Regions from separate parts of the Sus scrofa genome. Here region 2 is linked to region 1. A link is a contact called in public HiChIP or PLAC-seq data. All regions are on one chromosome and are shown on one strand. Each heading gives the region's core, a stretch centred on a gene start, on an enhancer-like site or on the middle of the called end of the contact. The rest is flanking DNA. Distances are from core to core; before and after follow the strand shown. Region 1 has its middle 380 kb from the start of BCOR. Region 2 overlaps BCOR (BCL-6 corepressor).

The links. HiChIP or PLAC-seq counts read pairs in DNA pulled down with a chosen protein or histone mark.
Region 2: an H3K27ac HiChIP or PLAC-seq map of skeletal muscle shows a contact between it and region 1, with 3 times the contacts expected there. The contact joins two enhancer-like sites. A contact is called at or near these places in 1 of 47 Hi-C or Micro-C datasets (embryonic fibroblasts) and 1 of 2 datasets of contacts at active chromatin or transcription factors (skeletal muscle).

Annotation. Positions count from the first base shown.
Region 1 is chrX:35,508,739-35,513,665 of Sscrofa11.1, forward strand. No RefSeq gene overlaps it. Among named protein-coding and RNA genes, the nearest start is that of BCOR, 380 kb to the right of the region's middle. Within about 2 kb of position 3,608, at least 19 of the 83 cell types and tissues checked have an H3K27ac peak or open chromatin away from gene starts, as enhancers often do. A contact at or near this core is called in skeletal muscle, where this site is marked.
Region 2 is chrX:35,800,608-35,805,845 of Sscrofa11.1, forward strand. The region is part of intron 1 of BCOR (BCL-6 corepressor); the gene reads right to left. Among named protein-coding and RNA genes, the nearest start is that of BCOR, 88 kb to the right of the region's middle. Within about 2 kb of position 1,949, at least 24 of the 83 cell types and tissues checked have an H3K27ac peak or open chromatin away from gene starts, as enhancers often do. A contact at or near this core is called in skeletal muscle, where this site is marked.

The DNA.
Region 1 (4,927 bases), core at 2,358-4,857:
CAGTCCAACCGGGCTCAAGTCCCAAATGCACCTCTCTCCGGCTGGGTCCCAGAGCGAGGGACCAGAGCTCCCCTAGCCTCCCAAAGCAGAGGCAATGGCCTCCATCCACTCCGCGTCCTATCTGGTCAGGACTTCCCTCCTGACACAAAATAGAAACGAAAGGAATGTTCTCTCTGGGCAATGCCCGACTCCCATCCAATTTCTTCCCTGTGGATTCAGACACCATCTAATTTGACCAAAGCTGAGCAATTGCTTCCTGGGTCAGCAGTCCCTGCCGTCCCCTGATTCCCTGGAAACCTGAGACCCACTGAAAAATCCACCTGGAAAGCCTGCCCCCAAATGATCCCTGCCTGCTTCATGGAGGATGGAGGCAGCCCTCTTGCTACATCCAAGACTCTACAAAAGGGCCACTCTCTTGGCAACTTAGACACGGAGCACCTAGGGAGGCCTGTAGCTGGGGCGTCAGATGTGTCCACCACCCCACAGGGAATTCGTGAACACCTCCTGGGTGCCGGGCCCCTGTGGGGGATGGAGGGACCAGGGAGACAGGCCATAAGGTCCAGCATTTCTTTTTCTCTCTCTCTTTTTAGGGCCGCACCTGCGGCATATGGAGGTTCCCAGGCTAGGGCTCCAATCAGAGCTGTAGCTGCCAGCCTACACCACAGCCACAGGAACACGGGATCCTAGCCATATCTGTGACCTACACCACAGCTTACAGCAATGCCAGATCCTTAACCCACTGAGCGAGGCCAGGGATTGAACCTGCATCCTCATGGATACTAGTCAGATACTAGCACCCTCCCAGGGAAGCCCACACCCACTGATGGATGGCTGCAGGGTGTTACCTAGGGGCCACTCTGATGGGCCAGCGAGCTCCAGAGCTCTATGGGCTTGGCCGAGGCTGTTGTGGGTCCAGATCTCAGCCCAGCCCCTCCCTCCGCCCACGCCCGCACCTGCTCCTTCCTCTCCCCTCCTCGAGTGCGGATCCCAAGGCCCCTCCTTTGTAAACACCCTGCATGTGAAACTCCTTCTCAGAGTCTGTTTCTCGAGAGGCCCCAACCCTCATTGCCCTCAAGGCCTGGGAGACGGGGAGACAGGGAGATAGGACAGCAAGCTCGGCTCTCCCGGGGGGCGCTGCTGAGACAGAGTGGGGCCACAAAGCTGGGCCTGGGGCGGACCCTGCGCCTTCCACCACTGCCGCCAGCACCCCTCTCCAGGAAGGCAGGCTTCTGCCCCCCCACTTCTCCTCGGAGGAAAGCTGCGGGACTAGCCCCTGCCAGGTGGGAGGCTGGGGGAGCCTGGCCAGAGAAACTGCAGAAGAGGCAAGAATCAGGGTGGGAGACAGCCCTGCAGGCCAGGGTGCAGAGAGGTGGCACAGTGCAGAGAGGGGACATCAACCTGGCCAGCGGAAGACACGAGTTCCCTCCCATCCAGGATGGGCTGGGGGACACTGGACAGGTCCCTCCTCTCTCCAGGCCCAACCCCTCACCTGCACCAGATAAGGAGTGAGCACCTGTGCTTCCGGTGGCCTCTGCGGCCTTCTGGCTCTGACATTCCAGCCTCCTGCTGGGCTGCATCTGTGGCCCTGGGCCTCGGGCAGGTGGCCCTGAGAACTGAAAGCAACAGAGCAGGATTTACCAGGGGAAGCGGCCCCCTCTTCTTTTCAGGTAGGTCAGGGGGAGGCTAGGTGCTAAGGGCTGAATCGTGTCATTCCCTCCACCTTCGACTGACACAAAAAATATATGCTTTGGGACTTTAGAATGTGACAGTATTTGAGATCGGGCCTTTACTGAGGTGATTCGGGTAAAATGAGGTCACAGGGGTGGGTCCCAAGCCCTTTTTGGAAGAGGGGTTGAGGACACAGACACACACGGCCATGTGCAGACACAGGGAGGAGGCGGCTGCCCGCAAGCCACGGAGACAGGCCTCGGAAGAAACCAGCTCTGCTGGAACTTTGATCTTGGACTTCCAGCCTCCAGAACCGGGAGGCGGTACATTTCTGTGGTTTAAGCCATCCAGTCTGTGGTCCCTGTTATGGCAGCCTGAGCCGACTTCATAACACTAGTTGCTTAAATGTATAGACAGTTGCAAACACAGCCCTGGGGCTTGTTCCATATGGGGAGGCCCGGGCACTGCTGAGGGGTTCCTGGCAGAGCATCTGTGGCTGGTGTGCTTGTCTCGGGCCCGGAGAACCTCCTCTGACCACACGGCCGGGCTCTGGGAGGGCTGCACGGGAAAGGAACGTGCATGCTGATTGCGAAGCCAAGAGCCCTCGGCCGGGGCCTTGACTGTGTGGCTGGCGACCCCACACTGTGTATACTGCACACCAAGAAGGGGAGAAGAGGCATTCCCGTCATGGCGCAGTGGTTAACGAATCCCACTAGGAACCATGAGGTTGCGGGTTCAATCCCTGTCCTCACTCAGTGGGTTAAAGATCCAGCGCTGCCATGAGCTGTGGTGTAGGTCGAAGACGCGGCTCGGATCTGGTGTGGCTGTGGCTGTGGTGTAGGCCGGCAGCTGTAGCTCCGATTCGACCCCTAGCCTGGGAACTTCCACATGCTGCGGGTGCAGCCCTAAAAAAGGCAAAAAAAAGACAAAAAAGAAAAAATAAACAAGGAGTGAAGAGAGCACGTGCAGACCAGTTCTGGGCCACCGACATCGCCCGCATCAGTTTCCCCACCTCCGAGGGAAAGTCTCCCGGTTCTGATATGCGCACGGCTCACCGCCCACAGCGGAAGAGACTCAGAACTATAAGAAGCCATCGTCACAGCCCGCAGAGTCAGGGAGGGTCCACGTGGCCCGCTTTGCCCTGCTCAAGGAACCCGAGGGTGTCCCACGACGGAGGCCCAGGACGGCTCCCCATGACCCAAGAGCCGACACTGCTTAGGCAAGGCCCTTCCCTAAATATTTTCTCTCTGGCTTTGGCTGGAGATGGTCACAGCCAGTCCGGGGGCTTGGAGAGCGGACCAGGCCTGCCAAGAGCCGCCTGGGCACTGGCTTGGTGAGGAAAACCCAGGGAGCAGAGCTGGGGCCTCCCAGGCAGCAGAGGGACTGGCCCACCCTCCCCTTCCTGGGTTCAAGTCAGGGTACCCCCCGGGGCTGGGGCGTTCTGGACCCAGGCAGACCCCAGAAAACAGCCCGCAGCCCTCCAATCAGCTGCTGGGTGTTTATTTTCACAGCTGCTCCTGCCGCTCGGCTGTTCCAGTGAGCAAAGGAATCTGTTTGTCTGCGAAAAGGAATGTGGCAGAGAGGCGGGAGGCGGCCCCGGGCAGGCCAGGCGGCGTCAGCAGCCTACGGAGCTCGCCAAGGCCAGCCAGACACCCAGGAGAGTCCCCCAAAGGCCTGGAGGCCAAGGTCACAGACTCAAAGACACCCTCTACCCTCACCCCACAGGCAGCCCTGCTCCTCCTGGAACCAGGGCTTCGCCCAGGGGTCCTCAGGACAGGTGCCAGGCTGGCGGCCTAAATGCACAGAGCAGGGACCCACCCTCCTGAGGTATTTTATTTGCTTCTTTCTCATTGACAGACAAGCCACTAACCCCAGCAAATGCGCTGGTGCGCCCACGCGCACGCACATGTCCACACTCAGAGAAGGAGGTCAGTCAGCTGTGTGTACAAGGAAGACGCTTAGTCCCAGCCCAGCCAAGGGAGGCCATCTGCCACACGGCAGGTCCAGCTGTAGCCCCCAGATCTGTCAGTCTTGTTCTAGAACATTCTAGGCAGGCCAGGGGGAGTCCAAGCAAGGCCAGCCCAAAGTCATTATCGTTTGACAGTTTGGGCCACAGGGACACCTGGGACGCCAAAGCAGGGGCTCTGTCGTTTCTGGCATTCTTGCTACCCACTCTCACCAATGCCCTGGGCTGACCAAAAAGGCGTCTTGGGGGTTGGGAGAAGGGCGGGAGGAGGATGGAGCTTCTAGCTAAATTTGCTCCGTTATAGCCCCTGCGTGGTCAGATTTAGTTTGGAAAATTTCCCCAGTGCTGCTGTGACCTGGTTTAGCTTGAACCCCTCGGAGGGGTAGAAGTAGGATAGATAATAGTTCATCTGCCCTCTCAATCTTCCTGGTCAGAGGAATAATCCAGATGTAATTGAGCTCAGCCCCCGGGTCGCCCTGTTCCTCCCTGAAAAGCTCCAGGGGACTGAGGGACCTGCCCAAGGATACCCAGCAAGAGTGACCAAGGGAAGGAGTTCCCGTCGTGGCGCAGTGGAAATGAATCCGACTAGTATCCATGAGGATGCGGGTTCGATCCCTGGCCTTGCTCAGTGGGTTAAGGATCCGGCGTTGCCGTGAGCTGTGGTGTAGGTCACAGATGCAACTCCGATTCAACTCCTAGCCTGGGAACCTCCATATGCCACAGCTTCGGCCCTAAAAAGACAAAAAAAAAACAAAAAACAAAAAACAAAAAACCATGACCAAGGGAAAATGTCTTAGGCTGGGCTCTCCTAGACCTGAGACAAGGATTTGGGGCCAAGGGGTGGATTCGGGAGCGGGGGAGTGAGGGGGAGAAGGGAAGCAGGGGGTGGGAGAGGTGCTGTCAAGCTGGTCCCCAGAGTGAGACACTGGGGATCAATCCCACCCTTTGGGAATGAATCGTCAAAGTGGATCCAAGCCCCCAAATCACTGCTGTGTGACTTTGGGCCTGGGACAGGTTGCTGGATGCTCAGTGCTGGTAAAATGAGACTAGCCATACCTGCCTCAACCCCCAAACTTGGTCCAAGTGGTAGAAGCAACAGGCTGGTCTTCCTACCCCAGTACCTGGTCCGCAGAAGGGGTAATTGGTCAACGTTAAGAATTTATGCTCATGGAGTTCCCGATGTGGCTCAGTGGCTAACGAATCCGATTAGGAACCATGAGGTTGCAGGTTCAATCCCTGGCCTTGCTCAGTGGCTTAGAGATCCAGCGTTGCCATAAGCTGTGGTGTAGGTCA
Region 2 (5,238 bases), core at 699-3,198, 290 kb after region 1:
CTCCCCCCGCCCCCCACAAGGAACAAGCTATACCATAAGGCTATTAACAGCAACCATCAGTACACACAGGAAGCACAAAGGAAGTTTTTACAAATGAGAGATGCCTAAAACACAGGGTCCTGCAATCTGCTGATTGTGTGCTGCCTGGGAGTCCTGGGAAGGTTGGGGATGAGGGTCAGGGGAGGACAGGGGCTCCCACTTTCTTTACAAGGAACAATAGGAACCCCATGTCTGCTACTCAGCCTTGGAACTGGGAACACCCCAAACAAAGCTGTGAGAAAACTGCGGTAGACATGGGGGCCCGTGAATTTTTGTAGCTGTTCAGAGCTTAATTACTCCTCCTTGATCCGTGGGACTAGACACGACACCGCCAAGGTTAAAATGCCCCGAACAGCGCCGAGCAGATGTGAGCGAGCTGGCAGACGCGCAAATGAGGCCTGCCTCGGAGCACGATAACAAGTGACTAATACATTGCATATCGTTGAAAGAAAATTATTTTTCTCTAATTTGCATTTGCTTGGGAAAAAAAAAAAAAAGCCAACCAGAGTCCCTCCTCACAAGCACAAGTCTAATCCTGGAAATACAGCCCGGCTGCTTTAAGAGAGCTGGAAGGAGGGAAAGACTGCCAGTGTTTTGGCGTTGCAGGCTTGTTTATCTTTCCGCCTTTCCTCCAAGGCGAAACTCGTTTTGCAAGCAACATTCCTACAGAAAATGGCACACGTCATAAAAAGAGACCAATTTATAGAACTGGCACCGAAGTTCATGTATCATTCCAGAAGCATCTCCCAGCTCCCCACTAGGGAACCCAACTAGATGCAGAAGTCCACATTAAAACTCAGAATGGGTAGACCTGGGCAGTTGGGGTGGGAGTGGGGGGGATGGACTCGAATTTGCAGACATCCTGCAGGCTGTACACCCAGGAGCCAAAGTCACATTGAAGGGCAGGATACAGAATGAAGTCAACTCTAAATGATCCTCCAAAGCCCCAGGGTCGGGGCTGGAGGGCTTCAACCTTGAGATGGGGGGGGGGGGGTTGCAGCCAGCTTGCCCCAGGACAGACCAGGGGCTGGCCCATCTCCCTGGCCATCCTGAGCCCGCCTGCTTGGGCCCGCCAGCCATGCATCTCCGGGACCTGCCTAGCAAGGGCTTGCAGCCACCCACCAACTGTTCTCCCTCCCACCCTGGCGCCTCCCCGCAGTGCCTGGCAGAGGACCAGGAACTCAGAGAAGGCCTGTGGCTGTGGGCATCTAGTTGGATTAAGTCACAGAGTGGGTGGCGCTGCGGGCAGACCTCAAGACAGCACCGTTGGTCCTGCAGCTGAAGGTAAGTGAGGCTAGGGCGGGAAGGCAAAGGGAGGTGGGTATGGAAAGCCAGCCCGCGCCCCTCCCCCGCTTCGGGTCCGAACCTACGCCGTCGGGTTTCCAATCCAGGAAGCAGGGCCGCGCGCACAGAACACAGCGGTCGCCTGGCTCTCGAACTTGTCTGAATAACAGGGCCGTTTCAGAGGAAGAACAACGGCCTTCAGAGGCTCTGCAATTTCCAGAAAGCCTTCAGTTAATAATACATTCTTTCCAACGAGCTTGCTTTAGGGCTGAAAGTTATTTGCCCAAATCTTAACAACCCGATCACAAGCCACGGAGGACCCAGGTCCGGAGCTCCCGGCCAAACTCCTCCAGACAGTTGACACTCATGACCCTGTGGGCCTCCGCCTGCCACCTCTGCCTCAGAGTTCCCTAAACCACAACACACCAGCCAGCACCCGCGTCCAGCTGATGCCGGGAGCCATAAAGATGTGTGTCGCGGGGTGGGGGTGCTGCCGAGAGCTGGCGGCCTCGCGGTCGAGGACGCCCCGGCCAGAAAGTGGCGGCCACCTCGGCAGCTCTCCGCGGGCCTGCATAGTGCGCGCTTTGTGTGAGCGCCGAGGAGGCACAGCGCTGCTCGTGCACCAACAGCTGTCACATTATTTGCACTCGCTGTAAACAGCCTTCACATTCCCCCCTTACCACATAGTTAAAGCCAGACTAACAATCCACAGTTAGAGATCAAACCAACAACAGCAGCATTGTGTCTGCCTTCGCTGCCTTCGCACCAAGCCCGGCAGCTGGCAGGTTTCTCCGGAACAAGGGACCCCCCCCTCCTCCCCCCACCCCTCCAGGCTCCAGCCAAGGCTGGCCAAGGCAGCAGTGCGTGTGTCGCTGCTGATTGTTAAAGCAAGAGAACACAGCCATTTCGCGCAGAGGCTTCAGGGCGCTTCGGCAGCTCTCTCCCAGAGTTTCCCCCTCCCCTGGCCGGGTGGGAGCCCCGGGGCCGGCAGCCCCCCTCCCCCATTTCCTCGGCCGGGAAGGCAGGTTGTCCAGGAGCCTCGGGGGGCGCGCGGGGGGGGGGTTTGCTCTGCCTGGCAAAGCCTGGGCCGGCCTGCCCTGGGCTTCCTCCCAGCCCGCTCTGCCAGGTCCCAGGGGCCAGGCAGCTCGTCACTTTCGGCGGCCCCACGCCTCCCGGGTTTCGGAAAATTGTCCGACTCCCAGAATCCTTACTGGTCGCCCCACTGATCAAAATGTCTCCTTTATGATTTTTGGTTAAGTCGAACATTTCCATAATCGTCATTATTAGCGCAAATTACACGCCTAATCGGTCCTTAAATAGATTTTAATTAAATAATCATACAAGGCTCATTTTATGACTTAAGAAAGGCATTACTTTTCGTTATAAACTTTCCACCAGGCTATAGAATAACGCCAGCAGACAAATACTTATTCTTTGAAGAGCACCAAGAACGGATGGGCAGAGCATCGTGAGAGCGGACCCTGCTTCACACCTTCTGGAATCGAAGCGGAGCCTAGACAGGCCACCTCGGCACAACTTGCTCCTGGGAAGGGAGAGGGGCCTTCTTCCTCCAAGGCCCGGCTCTCGTCTTTTCTTGGGGGCCAGGAGAAAGAAACCCCGAATGCTCCTTTTCCTTGCCCGTCTGAAGAGACCTCGCCAGAGACCACTCCTCATCGCCCCCATCTGTTTTCCACCCCTCGGTCGGCCGAGAGCCCTGGTGGAAAGCAGGCAGGCTGTGCTCGTTAAACGCTGTGTAAAATGCTGTTAATAAAATAATAAATACAAAGGATGGAGGCTGCTGGTTCCATGGGTGTTTTGACTGGAAATGCCTTGGCACTTGTCATGTGTTTATGGGAGGGCAGACAACTCTAGGATTTACATAGTTTGGACATTTCTGTACTTCATTTATTCTTTCCTAAATGACGTAGGCCTAGAGCTATTTCAAGTTTGCATTTGTACAGAACTGTTAAATGCCTAAGAGTTTCTCCAATTAAACCAAGTTTTAAATCAGACCCATGGCTGGAACGCACTCTCTGACTCCTCTCACTCCACCCAGCCCTCACTCGGGCCTCTGGGGCTGGAGAAAACAAACAGACCCTTACCGACAATCCCCCGGCTGTGCTCGCCCCACCTTCACCCCCCCACACACACTCCAGGGGCACCTAGGGCAAAGGTTAAGGTGTCTTCAGATTACAGGCAGGGCCCTGGCTACACACACTGGAAATCACTGCAGTTGGGCACATCCTGGCCAGAGTCTAACCTCTAAAATAGTGAGCTAAGACGGGGGGAAACTGCTGGCCTGGTAAAACCCACTGTTCACAAAACAATGTCAGCAAAGGCTGGAAGGCATTCTTTAGAGAGGGACCAGGGATTCATGCCTACTGAAGCTCTTTCAGCACAAAGGCTTTTAGGGGAAGAAGGGAAAAGGGGGGGGGTGGAGGAGAGAAAGGGAGGGCTCCTGTTTCAGAGCCGGCATCCCCAGAGAGTCAAGAACCAAGTGTAGCTTCAATCAAACGCTGACTTCCCCTCTGGGAGTCGAATAGGAAACCTGATCACAGTAGCTTACTACCGGCCTGGATCCATACAGGTCTGGTTTTCTTCTCATGCTAGTAATTTTTTTAAATACGTATCGATATAAAAGAAGCAATCCCTGGCAGACTTTATTGAAAACCACACTGAGACCTCATAACATCCGGACTTAATCCCTATCAAACAAACCACAGCACCTCTGGCCTCTGCAGCAGGCCAGACCCTCTCACCTCTTCCCACCAGGTCTCTCCCCTCCAGCCGCTGCTGTTTCCTCCCCCGAAAGAGCGAGGAGAGGACTTGCCAAAGAGCACCTAGAAACGGGTTCTGGAATCAATTCCTAACCATATAAATGATCCCACTTAGGGGGAGGAAAAAAAAAAAGATCCAAGCCTTTTCATATGGAATCCTTTAAAACCCAGAAGGCAAAGAACTGTAACAAAGGGAAAGAGGAACCCACGGAGGCAGACCCCAGGAGTATCCTCAGGAATCCCCTTGGAGGGGAACTTAACCTGCACGTCGGTCCCCAGACACGAGCCTAAGCAGGTCTGGGGGCGGGGGTCCTCAGAGGGTCTCCGGGGCAGCAGGGAAAGGAGGAGCAACCGAGAGGAACCTGACCAGTCATTCAAAGCAATTACGAATCCTCGGGGCCTACTATGTGCCAAGTATTCTTCTTTGATCCTAAAGGTGGGTAATTATTCCCAGTCTTACAAATGAAGAAACTTACTGAGGCTCAGAGGCCATAAATAACTTGCCCCCAAGGTCACACAGCTAGTAAAAAAAAAAAAAAAAAAAAAGGGCCATGGTCAAACTCAGTCCTGGAGTTTCGGAGAGGAGCCAATTATTGGTCAGATTGTGCCATTCGGAATCCCCGAGAAGTTCGGGAGGCTTCCTTAGCTCTTGTAGTCACGTGCAGGGTAAAAGGAGAGCGGTTAACGCCTTTGGAGCTCGTCCACAAGGAGCCTGGAACCCAGTCAGTTTCTCCTGGACCCAGGAACTCTTGGTCCACACAAAGTCTTTCAAGATTTCCGACACCCTACACATCTCCCTGCACCGAAACACCCTGGTGTGAGGCCAGGGATCCCAATGAGGCTCTACTTTCCCTTCCTCCAGGAGCCCAGATTGGGCCAGGGTAGGTGGGTGCTGCTCTTAGGTCTCTGCAAAAAGTGCTGATTCCTGAAACCAGAACTAGGCTTGCCACCCCAGTTTTGCCACATACAGCAATAAATAAAATTACCTAGAGAGTGCAAAAGCCCTTTGGAAAGAGCACCTACGCCTTATCTTTCCTAAGACTCCGAACGAAAAACCCAGAGACCAAAGTGGGCTGGGGGAGGAAATAGAGATGGAAGCGGCTTGCAAGACGCCGGACCCTCCTGGACCCTCAGGGGT